5 separate regions of the Mus musculus genome follow, and regions 1, 2, 4 and 5 are each linked to region 3. A link is a contact called in public Hi-C, HiChIP or PLAC-seq, Micro-C and promoter capture Hi-C data. All regions are on one chromosome and are shown on one strand. Each heading gives the region's core, a stretch centred on a gene start, on an enhancer-like site or on the middle of the called end of the contact. The rest is flanking DNA. Distances are from core to core; before and after follow the strand shown. Region 1 overlaps Arsb (arylsulfatase B). Region 2 holds the start of Tbca (tubulin cofactor A). Region 3 holds the start of Scamp1 (secretory carrier membrane protein 1). Region 4 overlaps Arsb (arylsulfatase B). Region 5 overlaps Arsb (arylsulfatase B).

Region 1 (2,700 bases), core at 13-2,512, 490 kb before region 3:
CACACACACACACACACACACACACACACACACATGTATGTCACAAAAAGAAACCAAATCCCATGAGCAGTCATCACGGGCCTCCAGGCAACCAGAGCCCTGGGCCATCCGTCACTAACCACTTTCTGCCCTCTGTTGATTGGCCTTTTCTGAGCAAGTCTGTCAATTTAATCATAATATGCAGCCCAGCTTATTTTCACATTTTCAAAACACGATCACTTGCAGAACAACGATTAGTTGGGGCGTTTCTGTTTCTCCTGTGCTTTCCTCTTTGTTATGGGATCTGGGCTCTAGAAACAGGGGAGTTGACAGGCCACTGGGCTCAGTAAGCACTGCATCTCTGAGCAGCGGGGCAAGGTTCACAGTCTAGACAGAATGCTGCTCTTTGATCTCTGGGGCTGCTCAGCTGGGATAGAGAGCTTGTATTAGGAAAGGTTTATATTTTTCCACCAGTGGGTGTCAGCATTTGACTAAATATAACTCCGGCAAAGGCCCCGTCCATAAATAACCACAGAAATCCATCTCCCAACCTCAGTAGCAACAAATGACACGATCTGAACCCTGTTTTTAGTATTTTACAAGTAAAACCTTGTAACACATTAGTGGTGCGTTATCTTTTTTCTTAGGCAATTTTAAAGAATTAGCATCTGGTTGCTTCCTGAACTTAAACTCTGATTTCTAAAAACCTTTTCCCACAGATCAACCATGTATAAAGAGTTGACAAGCGAGAACAGATGCTCTAAAAGACTCAAGTGAGGAAGGGCCTTGGATTTCCATGTAGTGCCATTTCAGTGGTGTCTCTAACAAATATAGAGATGTTAAGAAGAGAACCCTGATTAGCCCTGTCATTTGATTAGCCTCGTCATGGGCAATCAGTTGCATTAGGCAATTAACTGCTGGAACATTCGTTTGCCTAACAAGCTTTCTGCCATGCCGACTGTTTCTTCTCCCATTCTTCTTGCAGGATACCTCCTAGGCAGTGAAGACTATTACACCCACGAGGCCTGTGCGCCGATTGAGTCTTTGAATGGTACCCGCTGTGCGCTTGACTTAAGAGATGGTGAAGAACCTGCAAAAGAGTATAACAATATTTACTCAACAAACATATTTACCAAAAGGGCTACAACCGTCATAGCTAACCACCCACCGGAGAAAGTAAGGCTTCCTCCTTTAATATTGTCAAAATCTTGTTGCTTCCAAGGGAGTGTGTGTGTGTGTGTGTGTGTGTGTGTGTGTGTGTAATATAACATTTTAGAGCATGTTCCAGTTAGCCAGAAAGGGAAGGTTGTTAGAAGTGAAGAATTTGGATCTTCCTCAGGTCTGGGAGAAAGTACTTAGGAACGCCCAAGAGATGAGTCTCACAGGAAGGGACCCTGGGCTGCAGATGGAGGAAGGCTGTCTGTCCTTCAGCATTTCAGTGGAAACCCTGCTCACTCTTATGATGCTTTATGTGTGTGCACAGTAAGTGGTTAGCAAAATCAGGCTTCAGGATTCCAGACAGGTGTCTGTGCTCGAGGCAGGGCTCCGTTGGGAAGAAGTGTTGGGAACTCAGGGGCTAGAGAAAATCCTCTCATTCTATATTTTTCTCTTCAGGATTATTTTGGTTAGTCTTAATCTTTTGTATCCCCATGCTAATTTTAGAGTAGGTTGACCAATTTTTACTAAGAAAACAGAAGTTGGCTGTTTGATTGGTTGGTATTCACTGACCAACTTAATGGAAATGACCGTCTTAGCAATACTGGGTTTTTACAATTAATATGCATGGTATATTGGTTTTTACAGACACCATAGGCGCCTATCAGGTATGTCACGTGCAGACTTAGCTGCAGGTAGGAAGAGAGAAGAGTTGTGAGAAGTCTTAAATGCAAATTGTCTGGATTCAGCACATAGGTGCTTTGGGAACAGAGCAGATTTTTGTGTTGTGAGACACTGGGCTCAAAGCGTGTCCTTATGAAGAATTGTATTAGCACACTCACAAAAATTGGCCTTCAGTGGGACATGGAAAATTTGAGAAAGTGTCCAGGTCCTTCCAGTTCTCTGCACTTTGTCTCTTTGACGATGCGTGAACCCTCAGCAGGCAGGGTTCTGGCTTGTGTATCTGTTCAGACTTAGTGACCTGCTAATGACTCTGTCTGCTACGGAATCTTCCAAGCTCTGTCTTCTATACTCTCAGTCAGTATGAGGGATTCTCCCTGGTGGCTGTTCTCAGTTTTGCCATACTTTAGGTACTTAAGAGCTGACATCGTCACCTGACATCTCTAGGTAACTATGTCTGCCATGAAACATGAAGAAAGGGGAGCATTCTCTCAAATGTTTAGAAACCTGCACATTTTAAGTCTAGATTTAAAACCAGAATGGTTGGTGGGCTAGGAAGGTGGCTTCATATAACATTAAATGGATAAGAAGATGCAACTGGGGTGAAATAGTTCTGTGGGGAGGGGGAGTTATAAGCTGGGGGCTGTGGGGAAAGGCTTGAAACCAAGGACAACAGGAGGCCCTAAGAGCCCGTGCACCACAAAGAGGTATTGTTAGCAATGGTGCCTCTTGCTGGCTGTATTATAGCTCTTAATTGTATGTGAGGCATTTTATGGATATGGCCTAATACCAAGAAAGCCAAAGTAAGGCTTTCAGGGAACTCTTTATTATCCTTTGATAGAAGGATAGAAGACACGCTGTTTGTTTAAGCAAACAGGCTTGGAG
Region 2 (2,700 bases), core at 191-2,690, 500 kb after region 3:
CAGGAGAGGCCAAGAGCATCAAGTGAAGAACAGAACCAAGAAATGAGGACGCAATGGAGGCCATGCCTCAATTCCTTGGGGGTTGTAGGGGTGCTTCAACAGGAAGAGACTCTAGAACACAGTTCAGGGTGCCTTGTTCTATGCAAATTGTATCTTGGAAAATATGGTGGAGTCAAAAGTTGTCCCATGTCTGCTGTGTTTAGGCATTGTGCTGAATGCCACCCTCTATACACCTGTCACGTGACGTGGGCATTATTTCTTAGGGCTCTTCAAGGAGGTTGAGTGCCGGGGTCCTGTGTTCGCTAAAGGATAGAACTCCACATGTGAGATAGGTGGCTAGTCATTTGCTCTCAAATGACTGAGTCCATTAAGTGTGTAGCAAGAAAAAGGAGATGAACAAATAAATAGCAGGGAGCGGATAGATGACACCATCGAAACAGGTTCTTACAACACCCTGCACAAAGCACTGGAGAAGTCCCTCGGAGTCCCCCAGTCAGAGATTCTCTCTGTGGATGGGATTCTGCCATTTTGTTGCCAGTGTAGGCATACTTTTACACAACTTAAAAAACAAAAACCAAGCGTTTATTTCATACACTTCTGTGTATATTTGCAAGCCACAGTGAACTTGCAGAGGTCAAAGGACAACTTGCGAGAGCTGGTTCTTACACTCTACCACTTTTGAGTCCTGCAGATTGGTCTCAGGCCATCAGGCTAGGAGGAAAGGGCTGCTCCCCTCTAGGCCAAGAAGGTGCAATGCTGTACTGTTTTCTCCCTGTCTCAGGGGTAGGGGGCCAGCATGTCTCAGGACGGGGAGTCTTGCTGGACACTTGAAACAAACTTGCTAAAATTTAGGACAAGAGGAACCTCCTTACTCCCAGAGTCCTCTCTCCATAAACTCAAACATCACAAGACAATTTACATAAGTAACACTCTGGAAAGGGAAGGGACTATATGGAGAAAGGGAACCGGAAGAGGGGGCATGGATTGGAATGTAAAAAAAAAAATTAAATTAAAATTAAAAATTTCTTTTGACTGTCTGCATTATGGTATTTTATTTCATCAAACACAGATCTCTTTCTCCATTTGACAACAGACAGTGAAAACAAAAATTATCCTTGTTAATAGTTTCTAAGTCACACTGTCCATTAAGCAGCTAATCCTGTTCACTTTCTCAGGAACAGAAAGTTTCTTAACTCAGGCTATGGAGACTGAGAAAATAAAAGTGCAGCTTGTGTACAAATCCTGTCCAAGCACCAGGGAGAAGCAGCTGGTATAGGGCTTTGAGAGTCTCCAGCTCTAGGTACCAGCAGTCTAGATGCAAGGATTCCAGGTAAGAGTCGGGAGGCGAGGCGGGGTCGGGCTCTCCAGGTACGCATGCGCGCACTCTGGGCTCCACGCCCACTCCACCGCCCCTTCTGCGCCGGCGCGCCGCGCAGCCCCGCCTCTCCTTCCTGCGGCGCCTTAGGGACCATGGCCGATCCTCGCGTGAGGCAGATCAAGATCAAGACCGGAGTAGTGAGGCGGTAAGGAACGGCCGGCGGCTCCGCGGCTGACGCTCGCTCTTCCCTTCTCACCGCCGGGGAAGCCGGGCGGAGCGTAGGCCCGATGCGGGCGCGGCTTCCAGGCCTCGGCGGGCGGGATGCGAGGGGCCCGCACACGCCTAGGCTGGCGCTGGCAGGGAGCCGCCCTCGGCGCTGGCCCTGCCGCCCTCCGTGCAGGGCTCGGCGCGACCTCGGCGCTGGCCTGGCCGCCTTCCGTGCGAGGCTCGGAGGCGTCCTCCGCGCTCGTAGGCCGGGAGGAGGAGGAAGAGGAGGGCGACCTGTGCCTGGAGGGCCTCGGCCTGTGCGTGCGGGGCGCCGGCTCCCTGAACTTTGCAGTAGGGAGGCGGAGTCCGCCCTGGCCTGGCCTCAGGTGGACTGGACAGCGCTCAAGTTTAAGGGACGCTGAGATCATGGGCCTCACTCAGAATACACAATGGCGGGGCCCTGGCCTCTGACATGGCTCACTTCCAGAGTTTGGGAACTGGGGCTTGAACGTGAGCACCTCTGCAAACTTCTTCCCCGAAGCTCGCCCCGGAGCTGTGGGCTGCTGCCTCCCAGGAATAGGCCAGGCCAGTCTTGTGACTTGCCTTGACTCCCGACTGTACATATTGCAGTGCTCATTAGAACTAGTTTTGTTCAGACCCAAGCTGATCATACCGAAACATTCCAAGGGAAAAGATACACAGCCTCCTTACGAAGCAGATCGTTCTGCAGGGGAAATAGCTTTTTTTCCTGTTGCTCCATCTCTCCACCGTTTATTGATATTCCATCAGAGGGAGGTCAACCCATAGAGGAGAGAATCACTTTTAGAGATACTGCCCGAGTTTTAGTACTTCGAACGGTACTTTGGAAGCTTTTATTACAAAGGCAGCTAGGGTATGGTAGGGGGGCGGGGCGGGGGTGAAGGTGGGGGGGATAGACAGTCGGTTCTGAATTGTGCCTGACTTCAAATCTGGTTTTATGTATTCTGGAACATATTTCATCGTTGTACTGTGCCTCTTCTTACTGAATTTGGAAGATAGAGTCCAAATTCTCCCTGAATTCAGTTTTTGGAAGAAATACCTGCTACATTTTTGATACAGTGTGATTCAAATAAATAAGATACACCATATAGGTTTTGCTCAGTACATGTTTATGAGTGCAGTTTTCAGAATGTGGC
Region 3 (2,700 bases), core at 52-2,551:
TGAGGTAGAAGGAAAGAAAGTTCCAAAGCCAGGTACACTACCTAGTGAGACCCTGTCTCAAAACAACAATGAAAACCAAAACAAAAAAGCAAATGAATAGATCGGGAGGACCAGGTGTTGAAAGTTACAGTCAACTCAACCATAACAGCTTTCTCTGTAGTTTTGCAAAATGAGTCCAGCTGTCAGGTATAAGGGGGATAACTTCATTAAAAGAATCCTTCATGAAGACATGAGGTTAAAACCATCAGAACAGGGGTGCCTTTTGCTTCAATATTGCAGGTAAGCCACAAAAGGACTAAAAAGAGGTAAACCCAACAGGCCAGAAGCAGCACTTGGGTGCCCACAAATTAGTTCCTACTTCACCTTTGAGACTACAAATTAAAGTTTGAGCTGCACACAGTCAGAGCAATTAAGAAAGAACTAACCAAGCCAACAGTTGGAAGAAATTGCCTTGCTATGCCTCACAGTCTTTAAGAAAACCAAAGTACTTTTCAAGGCAAAGTTCTCGGACGCGGCATTAAATTTTAGAGCAGATGCCTAACATTTAAATGGCCTGCCTAGGCATTTATTTCTATGCCAAGCCCTTCTGAGGCTTGGGATCCGATCAGGTCCACTCCATGAAGGAAAGAGCTCACTCACGTGAGGAACGGAATCCTCAAACAGCTCGGATCCCCGGTGACGCACTCCCAGCTTGGAAAATGGCCCAGGGTCCACCTCCCTAACAGCAGCTAGGTGGGGAGATGCCCGTGTGCACTATTGTTTCCAGATGTTTATTTATTTTTAACTTCTGTTTGATGCCCGTTCCCCTAAACTGGGCCCGGTGGGGAAGGGGGCCTCTGGCAGCGCCACTGGTGGCTCTGGGAGCAACCGAGTTTTGATAATAAAAAACACCCCTTTATCCTTTTATCGCAGCGTCCGTGTATCCGCGCCTCTCTCCCGCACACCTTGGCCGTCACCGGCACGCAGCGCCGGTGCCAGGTCCCCATGACAACCCCAGCCCGGGCGCCCCGGCCTCCCGGCCCCCGCCCCGCGGCCCGCCGTGCCGACCGGACTAGTGGCGGCCACACATGCCCCGCTCCGCTCCGGACCCGGCTCCCGGTCCGGCCGGTCCGCGGCCCGGTGCGAGCCTCCTGGCTGGTGGCGCGGCCAGTGGTGACGCTGCGTCCCGAGACCCTCCCGACAGGGCCTCCACGGCCACCGCGACGCCCAACGCGGGCCAGGGCCGCGGCCGGGCGCTCACCTTGAACGGGTTGTTGAGATCCGGATCCGCAAACGGGTTGCTGTCAAAATCCGACATTGCCCCGGCACTGCGCGTCACCCACCCGAGCCCGGCGCCGAGACACAGACGAGGCGAGGCCGCCGCCCCCCTGCGCGCTCACGTCGCCGCCGCCGCCGCACAGATCCGGGTGCAGCTCGCGGGCCACCGAGCCGGCCGTGCCACTGAGCATGCCCGGTGCGGCGGAGGCCCGCGGCGCCCAGCCATCCGGCCGTCCCTTCCCGCCTGGATCTGCGCTCCGGGCTCTGCCTCCGACCGAAGGGCGAGCGCAGGCGGAGGGCAGGTTCCAAGCCCCGGGCCGTGGACCCACCTAGTGCGGCTTGGGGAAGGGGTGGTGGCCTGTGTAGGGGAGGACGGTGCGCGCAGGTCCCACGTGGCAGGTGGGGGAGACAAGACTTGGAGAGCGAGTAGCTGAGGTGCGAAAACATCCGCCGCAGACACCAAAGATTCCAGACCCCAGAGAGGATAGGAACCCTAAAGCAACTTAAAACATCGCTGCCCGACACACCCCAACCTGGGAAACCCAGCCGGTCCTCCGATCCCAGGTTACTGCGAAGTCACGGAAAGCGGCTTCGCGCTGAGGATCCGGAGTTGCTCCAAGAAAAGGCAACATTCACTGCGGGGAGGGGGGGGGGGCAGCCTCTGTCTCCCATCCTCCCTCCCCACTCATAAATAATGGGGGGTGGGGGCACGTGGGACGGCCGAGTAGGTGGCAGAGTCTATCGACCCAGACCCTCAAGTTACTGATAATGGAAGAGAAATTGTTGACGTTTATTTTCAGGCATTTGGATGCAGAATACACACCTCCTAATATTTGCCTTTTTTCTTCCAAGTGCCGGGAATGATTATTGAAAACTACAGTAAATGACATATCAGTCATTGCACCACCCGGAACTTGTTGAGAGGACATGGCTTTCTCAACTCTATCCTTCCTTCCACTTTTAACAGAAGGGCACTTGGGTGAACCCAGAATTATTTTTATTTGGCAGGGACCTAAGAACTGGAAAAACCCAGATTTAATTATCCATAGCTTTTTGAGGGCCTTGCGCTAGGCAAAGTCACCTAGGCAATAATAACTTTCCCCAATGTGAAAGCGCACCCACCCACCCACGCACAACGTGCTGTAGTCTGGTAGAATCCAGGTTGGGATGACAAAGCAGCTGCTTCTAAGGCAGCCAACTAATTAGGAAGTAGGCATCCAACAGTGATCACCACAAGGTGGAAAGAATCTAAGATTGGGGGCTCTGCTCCCAGATCCTCGGCAGCTGCCTGTACCTGGTTCTGACTCAGGGTTCAGCACCTGTTGAAATCCAAGCTCAACTACAAAAGTTACTTTGTGCTCCTGTGCTAACCTCTCTGAGTGTTAGAGGCTAAAGAATAAGTATGAAAAACTGCGTAAAACGTGCCCCGCATGTCTTTAAATC
Region 4 (2,700 bases), core at 188-2,687, 380 kb before region 3:
AGGCCAAGAAGCCCAAGGTCAAGGTATCTGCAGATGTAGTGTCTATAATGGGCTTAATCTCCAAGTCAAAAATGGTTTCCCTTGGCTGTGATGTCTTAAGGCAAATGGGGTCAGAAGGGCAAAGGTGAAAAAGGGAAGTATCTCTCTTCCTCAGGTCTTTTTGTGAGGGCACTAACTAAGCCTGTCCATCCTATTCATGGTGGAGGAACTAAATCATTCCACCTTGTGACCCTACCTCTCAGTACCTTGGGGGTCAAGTTTCAGGAGGCCATTCCTTTTAACCACAGCAACCCCTACAGGCTACCAAGATCTCTGAATGTCCTGGCTCCATCTCAGAAGCCACCTTGTACATTTCCCAAAGCTAGTCACCAGGGTTTCCTTCAGCACTCATCCCCCACTTGGCCTTGCCCCTGACTGTCCCTCCCTCCTCTGTGGTACCAGGCTGATTCCCAGAATCATGCTAGACTCTGTTACTATGGAGATTAACTATGGATGGGTCCTGCTCTGCAGACTATCTGGTCTAGCATCAGGGATTGTGCCAGGATTGCAAACTGACTGACTGACTGACTGACTGACTGACTGACTGACTGACTGAGATATAGTATTACAGATTGTAGAGGCCAGCAAGGGATGCTTTTTCTTCATGGTTCAGAATTTATTACACATTTTATCTTGGTGACTATTTCTCCTGAAACACACGTTTCAAACAGTAAATCAACAAGAAAGCTCCTTTCTCTCCACTTACAGCCCCTGTATTGTGTCACACACACACTCTCTCTACTGAGAACACACTTGGCCTCTGCCAAGGCTGAGAGCTTCCTTTGAGAGCAGTCCAGCTTGTGAGCAGCTGAGGGGAGGGACAGGTGGTCCTTCTACAGCTACAGGTCCTTCCCCTGCCCTGACTTTCAGCCTCCTTTGGATGGTGGTGCCTTGGGCTCCTGTGGCCTCTCACTCCTTCAAGGGGACTCCAGGAGTAGACTGAGATAAAGGTGCTGGCTGGCCCTCATCTCCCTGGATCAAGGAACCTTAAGCATCTACCAAAAATCCAACAGCAAAGGAAATCTCAGCTGCAAATCCAATCCAATAAACCCCTTCAGCTTGCACTTAGTGTTCACTGTGCAGGGTTGCGGGAGATAGAAAGATAAATGGGATGTCATCCCCAAGAAGCCGGAGCCCACCAGGATGGGGGCATGTATAAACAGTTACATAGAATGCAAAGCAGAATGAAGTTACCACTAAAAAAAAGGCTTGAGCAGAGTAGCTGGGGGAGGAGGGGGCTTAGTTATAAAGCAGGGACCCAGCAGCACGCCTGAAAGCCACTTCCCACCTAAAAACAAGAGGCACTTTATGTGGTAGATTGTCTTCAGTTTAAACAACAGGAAAGTAGGATTTCTGACAGGAGAAATGAAACAGGAACACATCTAGGTTCTCGAGAGTCATTCTGCAAAGCTTCGTCACACGGTTGGCTAGCCTGGGTAGAAATGGGAGCCAACCATCTGAGTTCCCGTCACACACATGGGAGAGCCACCTCAGATCTTAGGAAGGCATCTAGCTCAGTCTCCACTGCTGAGGCCAAGCAGCCCGTGCTGTCTAGCAAAGATGTATTGATTCATTTCTAGTGTGTGTATAGACACGGACCTTGATCACGTCAGGTCTAACTGCAAAGCTCTTCAAGTTCTCTGTCTAGACCTGTCTACGTTTATCCCTCTAATGCCCATGGGGTCCTGGGGCCAGAAAGCTTGTAGCTCAGCACAGAGGCCGTTACTGGAGAGGACCAAGGCTTCCTTGGATGAGGAAGCAGATGGGAGGGAGGCGTGGATACAGACAGGAAACGGGTGCATGAAGTAGGTGGGTGAATAAATACACCAGTCACAAGCTTTCTTTCCTCATTCACGTTTGCTCAATTAATGACCTCACACACACACTTTTTTTTTTCTGTGTTAGAGGCAAAACCTAGAGCCCTTCACATATTAGGGAGACTTGACCTCTGAATACCACCACCACACACACATAACCACACACACATAACCACACACACACACACACACAGAGCCAGATAATTATATTTCATCCCTCTAGGTAGAATTCTAGTTGACTGAACAAGAGTCTGGAAGGCAGGTAGGATGTAGTTTTAGATGTTCCAGAGGGTCCCTGCACTCATGTCATATGTCTATGTAGCATATTTCCAGGAATTCATCTTACAATGAAGCCCACTACCCATCCCATGGTCTCTAGGGCAACAGGCTGGGCAAGCCCAGGGTCTCCCCTGACTAACAACAAGCTGCTGATCAGACTGGGCTCATGTGAAAGTTCTGCTTCTGAAGCTATATAGGTCACTGACAAAAGGCAGTGGCTGAGGCCGTAGGACTGAAGCCCTACTCTCTACTCGGGGACAGTCAAGACCTTGCTTCCTGTCCTCTCTGGCTCCAACCTCCGCATCAGAAAACCTTCCTGCTATGGAATCTCATGTGTACAAGCTTTCTTACCTCCTTGACTCCTGTCAGCCAGAGAAAACTGTCCTCAGAGACTCCTGGGATTAGGGTAGACCCTTCAGGTGATCTCCCTACTAAGCTCATGGACTAGTCACTGTATTGTAGAACACACTTTGCCCCTGACATAATGCATCAGTACAGCAACACTAGAGGCCAATGCCATGGGAACTATCTTGGAATCTGGCTACCCACTGTCCTGGATGTGACT
Region 5 (2,700 bases), core at 176-2,675, 450 kb before region 3:
GCATTTTCAAAATTGAGGTTCCCTCCCTTCAGATGACTCTGGCTTGTGTAAGTTGATATAAGGGAGCCAGCACAGTGTATGTCTTTGTGTTTGTGTTTCTGTACATGAGTCCAGTGTCTGCGGTGCAGGAAAAAGATGGCGACTCCCCTAGAGTTAGGATTACAGACTGTTGTGAGCTGCCCAGTGTGCAGAGAATTGAGTGTGGATCCTGCAGAAGAGCATCACGTGCTCTTACACGCTGAGTCATCTCTCCAGCCCTGGATGTTATAGTTTTTTTTTTTAAAGAAATATTTTCCAGCCTATTCTTTTGCTTGCCAGAAGTTTTCACATTGTTTTCTGTGTTTCAAAAGCTTCTTTCTACAGTGAACATTTAGGCTTAGCTTGTATTGCCATGGAGTTATGAGTACCTGTTAGTTCAGGGATGTACTGTGATGTACAGACATGAGCTAAAATGGAGAGATGGTCACTGATAAAACCCTTGTTTCTTTTCTTCTTCCGAGCTGGTTTATTTTCTATTAAACCTCCCAGATGCTGTTTTGTTACTTTAGAATAGGAAATCTATATTATCTTTTTAAAAATCCCTCTTAAACAAGTGGGGTTTTCCCAAAAATTTCTCTAGCCAGAGGGAACTCTTCATTAAACAGAGCACTTTCTGGAAGGAGAGCGTATGAGCTTATGTCAGGAATTAAGTGATGGAGAAGGGGAAAATGTCGCCTGGCCTTAGGTGCAGAAACTGACCCAGAAGCCTTGGCCAAGTGGCGAGAGTTGACAGAGAGCCAATCGTGGTGCTTCTGACCCGTGCCTTGGCAGGAACCTCTCTGCTACCTTTAGACTTCAGAGCATCTCTAACTGGTTGGATCTTTGTCAAGAGCTTGGTCCGAGGTGGTTTCTTTTCTTTTCTTTTTATTTCTTTTCTCTTGATTTAATATAAAGCACTCACAAATTCTTTCAAGAACAACACACAGCTTTGTTTAGCTCCCTCAAGCCCTTTCACCTCTGTCAAGTTGCACCAGGAAATTTAAGGTCTAGCCAGAGGCCCCCAAAGAGTTAAAAAAAAAAAAAACCAAAACCCTCAACCATCCTGCAGAGTAGGAGAAATTGATGTCAAAAACAGATGTGCTGCTGTGGGCCTTGCTGAATTCATAAGTCAGGATAAAGCCAGTATGTATGCATGCATCTTAAAAAAAAAAATCTTGGCCAGAATTATAGAGAAATGGAAGGTCTCCTCTGCGATTCCTCTTCAGGCCTTGCTGGCCAGGAGCCCTGGTGAAGGGCTCCCGGGAGACAGGTGGCCCTGACAACTCCTAACCATTAAGTCAGAACGCCCTCTAATCCCTTGTTTTCCTTGTTGGTGTTCTGCAGGGCCGAGCTCCCTGCACAGAGCCTGCCCGTTTTCATTGGCTTTGGGGATTGTTATTGGAGTGGCTGACAGCTGTCTGCCAGGCTGTCTGAAACTGCCTTCCTGTGCTCTCCACACTGCTCCACTTCACAGCGCTATTGTTCCTGTCCAGCCTTTTCTTAAAATCTTTCCCAGCTGTATCCTGATATGGCAAACCACCTAAATTAGCTCCAGATTGTTCTGTTTATTTTATGTTAGATAAGTGATAGACTATAGTCCCAGCAGCGGGCCAAATGGAGGGTGGAAATGGGGGCAGGGTGTTGGAGGGGGTCAGAAGACGCTCGATTTTTTACTGCACAGGGAGAGTTCCAGACAAAACTCTGAAATGGCGCATGCGTGACAGAGCCACTAGTCCTGCCATTCATACGTGACCCAGAGTGGTTGGCAAGCATAAACTTTGGATCTGAACAGCAGAAAAGAGAAATCAGAACCCCAACACAAAGCCTTACTAGACAGAAGCAAAAATATCTATCCTGGGGAAAACACATAGGATCTGTCAGGTTGGTTTCTATGCCAGCTACCACACTTGACTTTCCTGTCAACAGAGACCCCTCTCACTTGCCAGTGAAAGGCTCTGTGGGTTCAAACCTGTCCCCAGTCCTTTAATCTCCCTGTATGCTCGGCATTTGAAAACATTTGCTTCCTGTGCCTGAATTTAAAGCTAGAAACCCACAGCAATTGACTCGCCATCATAACTGCTTTCCATACAGCTGCAAGTGAAAATTCACAATAGATTTGGCCTCTTCTGCTCCTCTTGGCCATCTGTGCAACTGCTTAACTGTGGCCTCTCCCCTGTGGGGCCAACTTCTAGCAGGGCCTCTCCACAGAGACCTTCCAAATGCTTAACAAAAAAGTGTTTTTTAACTATAACTAGATTCTCTCCCAGGATGAAGACTTCATATCTGTAGGGTTAAACCCAGATATAATATAACTAGATTCTCTCCTAGGATGAAGACTTTATGATCTGTTGGGCAAACCCAGATACAATATAAGAAATGAACGTCCAAAGCTTGACTCAGCTGAAGCAACGCTAGCAGCCACTGAGTGCTTGTCTCTGGTAACTCAAGACTCCCTAGTGAAGATAGCCATGACTCACTTCAGAGCTGGGCCACTCCTCCCCATGCTGAGCCAAAGTCCTTGAAACCCTTTCTGCCATGTGCAAAGACAGGGAGGAGAGCAGGGTCAGGAGTAATAAAAAAAAAAAAATGCCCCTAGGAACTGCCTCTCACTTTCCTTTTAGGAAAATAATCTCACTGTATAATTTTTTTAAATGACAAAACCAACTGGAGAAAAATAATTAC

What was found. Promoter capture Hi-C pulls out the DNA fragments that hold promoters and counts their contacts. Hi-C and Micro-C count contacts between places; a contact is called where the count stands out from the background. HiChIP or PLAC-seq counts read pairs in DNA pulled down with a chosen protein or histone mark.
Region 1: a Hi-C map of the N1E-115 cell line shows a contact between it and region 3, with 7 times the contacts expected there. The contact joins the enhancer-like site here to the promoter of Scamp1 in region 3. A contact is called at or near these places in 14 of 39 promoter capture datasets (the 3T3-L1 cell line, 3T3-L1-derived adipocytes, the SN4741 cell line and 9 more), 1 of 15 datasets of contacts at CTCF or cohesin (the NIH/3T3 cell line), 7 of 484 Hi-C or Micro-C datasets (the N1E-115 cell line, bone marrow-derived macrophages, cerebellum and 4 more) and 14 of 115 datasets of contacts at active chromatin or transcription factors (the NIH/3T3 cell line, VIP interneurons, astrocytes and 11 more).
Region 2: a Micro-C map of embryonic stem cells shows a contact between it and region 3, with 4 times the contacts expected there. The contact joins the promoter of Tbca here to the promoter of Scamp1 in region 3. A contact is called at or near these places in 6 of 39 promoter capture datasets (cranial neural crest, embryonic stem cells, frontonasal cranial neural crest and 3 more), 1 of 484 Hi-C or Micro-C datasets (embryonic stem cells) and 1 of 115 datasets of contacts at active chromatin or transcription factors (embryonic stem cells).
Region 4: a contact with region 3 is called in an H3K27ac HiChIP or PLAC-seq map of microglia, with 5 times the contacts expected there. The contact joins the enhancer-like site here to the promoter of Scamp1 in region 3. A contact is called at or near these places in 6 of 115 datasets of contacts at active chromatin or transcription factors (the NIH/3T3 cell line, bone marrow-derived macrophages, craniofacial prominence and 3 more) and 1 of 9 other capture datasets (adipose tissue).
Region 5: a contact with region 3 is called in a promoter capture Hi-C map of hippocampal neurons, with 4 times the contacts expected there. The contact joins the enhancer-like site here to the promoter of Scamp1 in region 3. A contact is called at or near these places in 5 of 39 promoter capture datasets (frontonasal cranial neural crest, hippocampal neurons, liver and 1 more), 6 of 115 datasets of contacts at active chromatin or transcription factors (bone marrow-derived macrophages, embryonic forebrain, embryonic stem cells and 3 more) and 1 of 9 other capture datasets (embryonic stem cells).

What each region holds. Positions count from the first base shown.
Region 1 is chr13:93,793,064-93,795,763 of GRCm38.p6, forward strand. It overlaps Arsb (arylsulfatase B), which reads left to right. Exons shown (of 8, transcript NM_009712.3): 3 at 965-1,155. Among named protein-coding and RNA genes, the nearest start is that of Mir5624, 3.6 kb to the left of the region's middle. Within about 2 kb of position 1,263, at least 1 of the 459 cell types and tissues checked has an H3K27ac peak or open chromatin away from gene starts, as enhancers often do. A contact at or near this core is called in the N1E-115 cell line, where this site is marked.
Region 2 is chr13:94,787,480-94,790,179 of GRCm38.p6, forward strand. It overlaps Tbca (tubulin cofactor A), which reads left to right and starts at 1,441. Exons shown (of 4, transcript NM_009321.3): 1 at 1,441-1,523. The coding sequence starts at 1,471.
Region 3 is chr13:94,283,980-94,286,679 of GRCm38.p6, forward strand. Scamp1 (secretory carrier membrane protein 1) reads right to left here and starts at 1,302. Exons shown (of 9, transcript NM_029153.1): 1 at 1,241-1,302. The coding sequence starts at 1,297.
Region 4 is chr13:93,899,629-93,902,328 of GRCm38.p6, forward strand. The region is part of intron 6 of Arsb (arylsulfatase B); the gene reads left to right. Among named protein-coding and RNA genes, the nearest start is that of Mir5624, 110 kb to the left of the region's middle. Within about 2 kb of position 1,438, at least 31 of the 459 cell types and tissues checked have an H3K27ac peak or open chromatin away from gene starts, as enhancers often do. A contact at or near this core is called in bone marrow-derived macrophages and microglia, where this site is marked.
Region 5 is chr13:93,837,851-93,840,550 of GRCm38.p6, forward strand. The region is part of intron 4 of Arsb (arylsulfatase B); the gene reads left to right. Among named protein-coding and RNA genes, the nearest start is that of Mir5624, 48 kb to the left of the region's middle. Within about 2 kb of position 1,426, at least 139 of the 459 cell types and tissues checked have an H3K27ac peak or open chromatin away from gene starts, as enhancers often do. A contact at or near this core is called in embryonic forebrain, fibro-adipogenic progenitors, forebrain and 1 more, where this site is marked.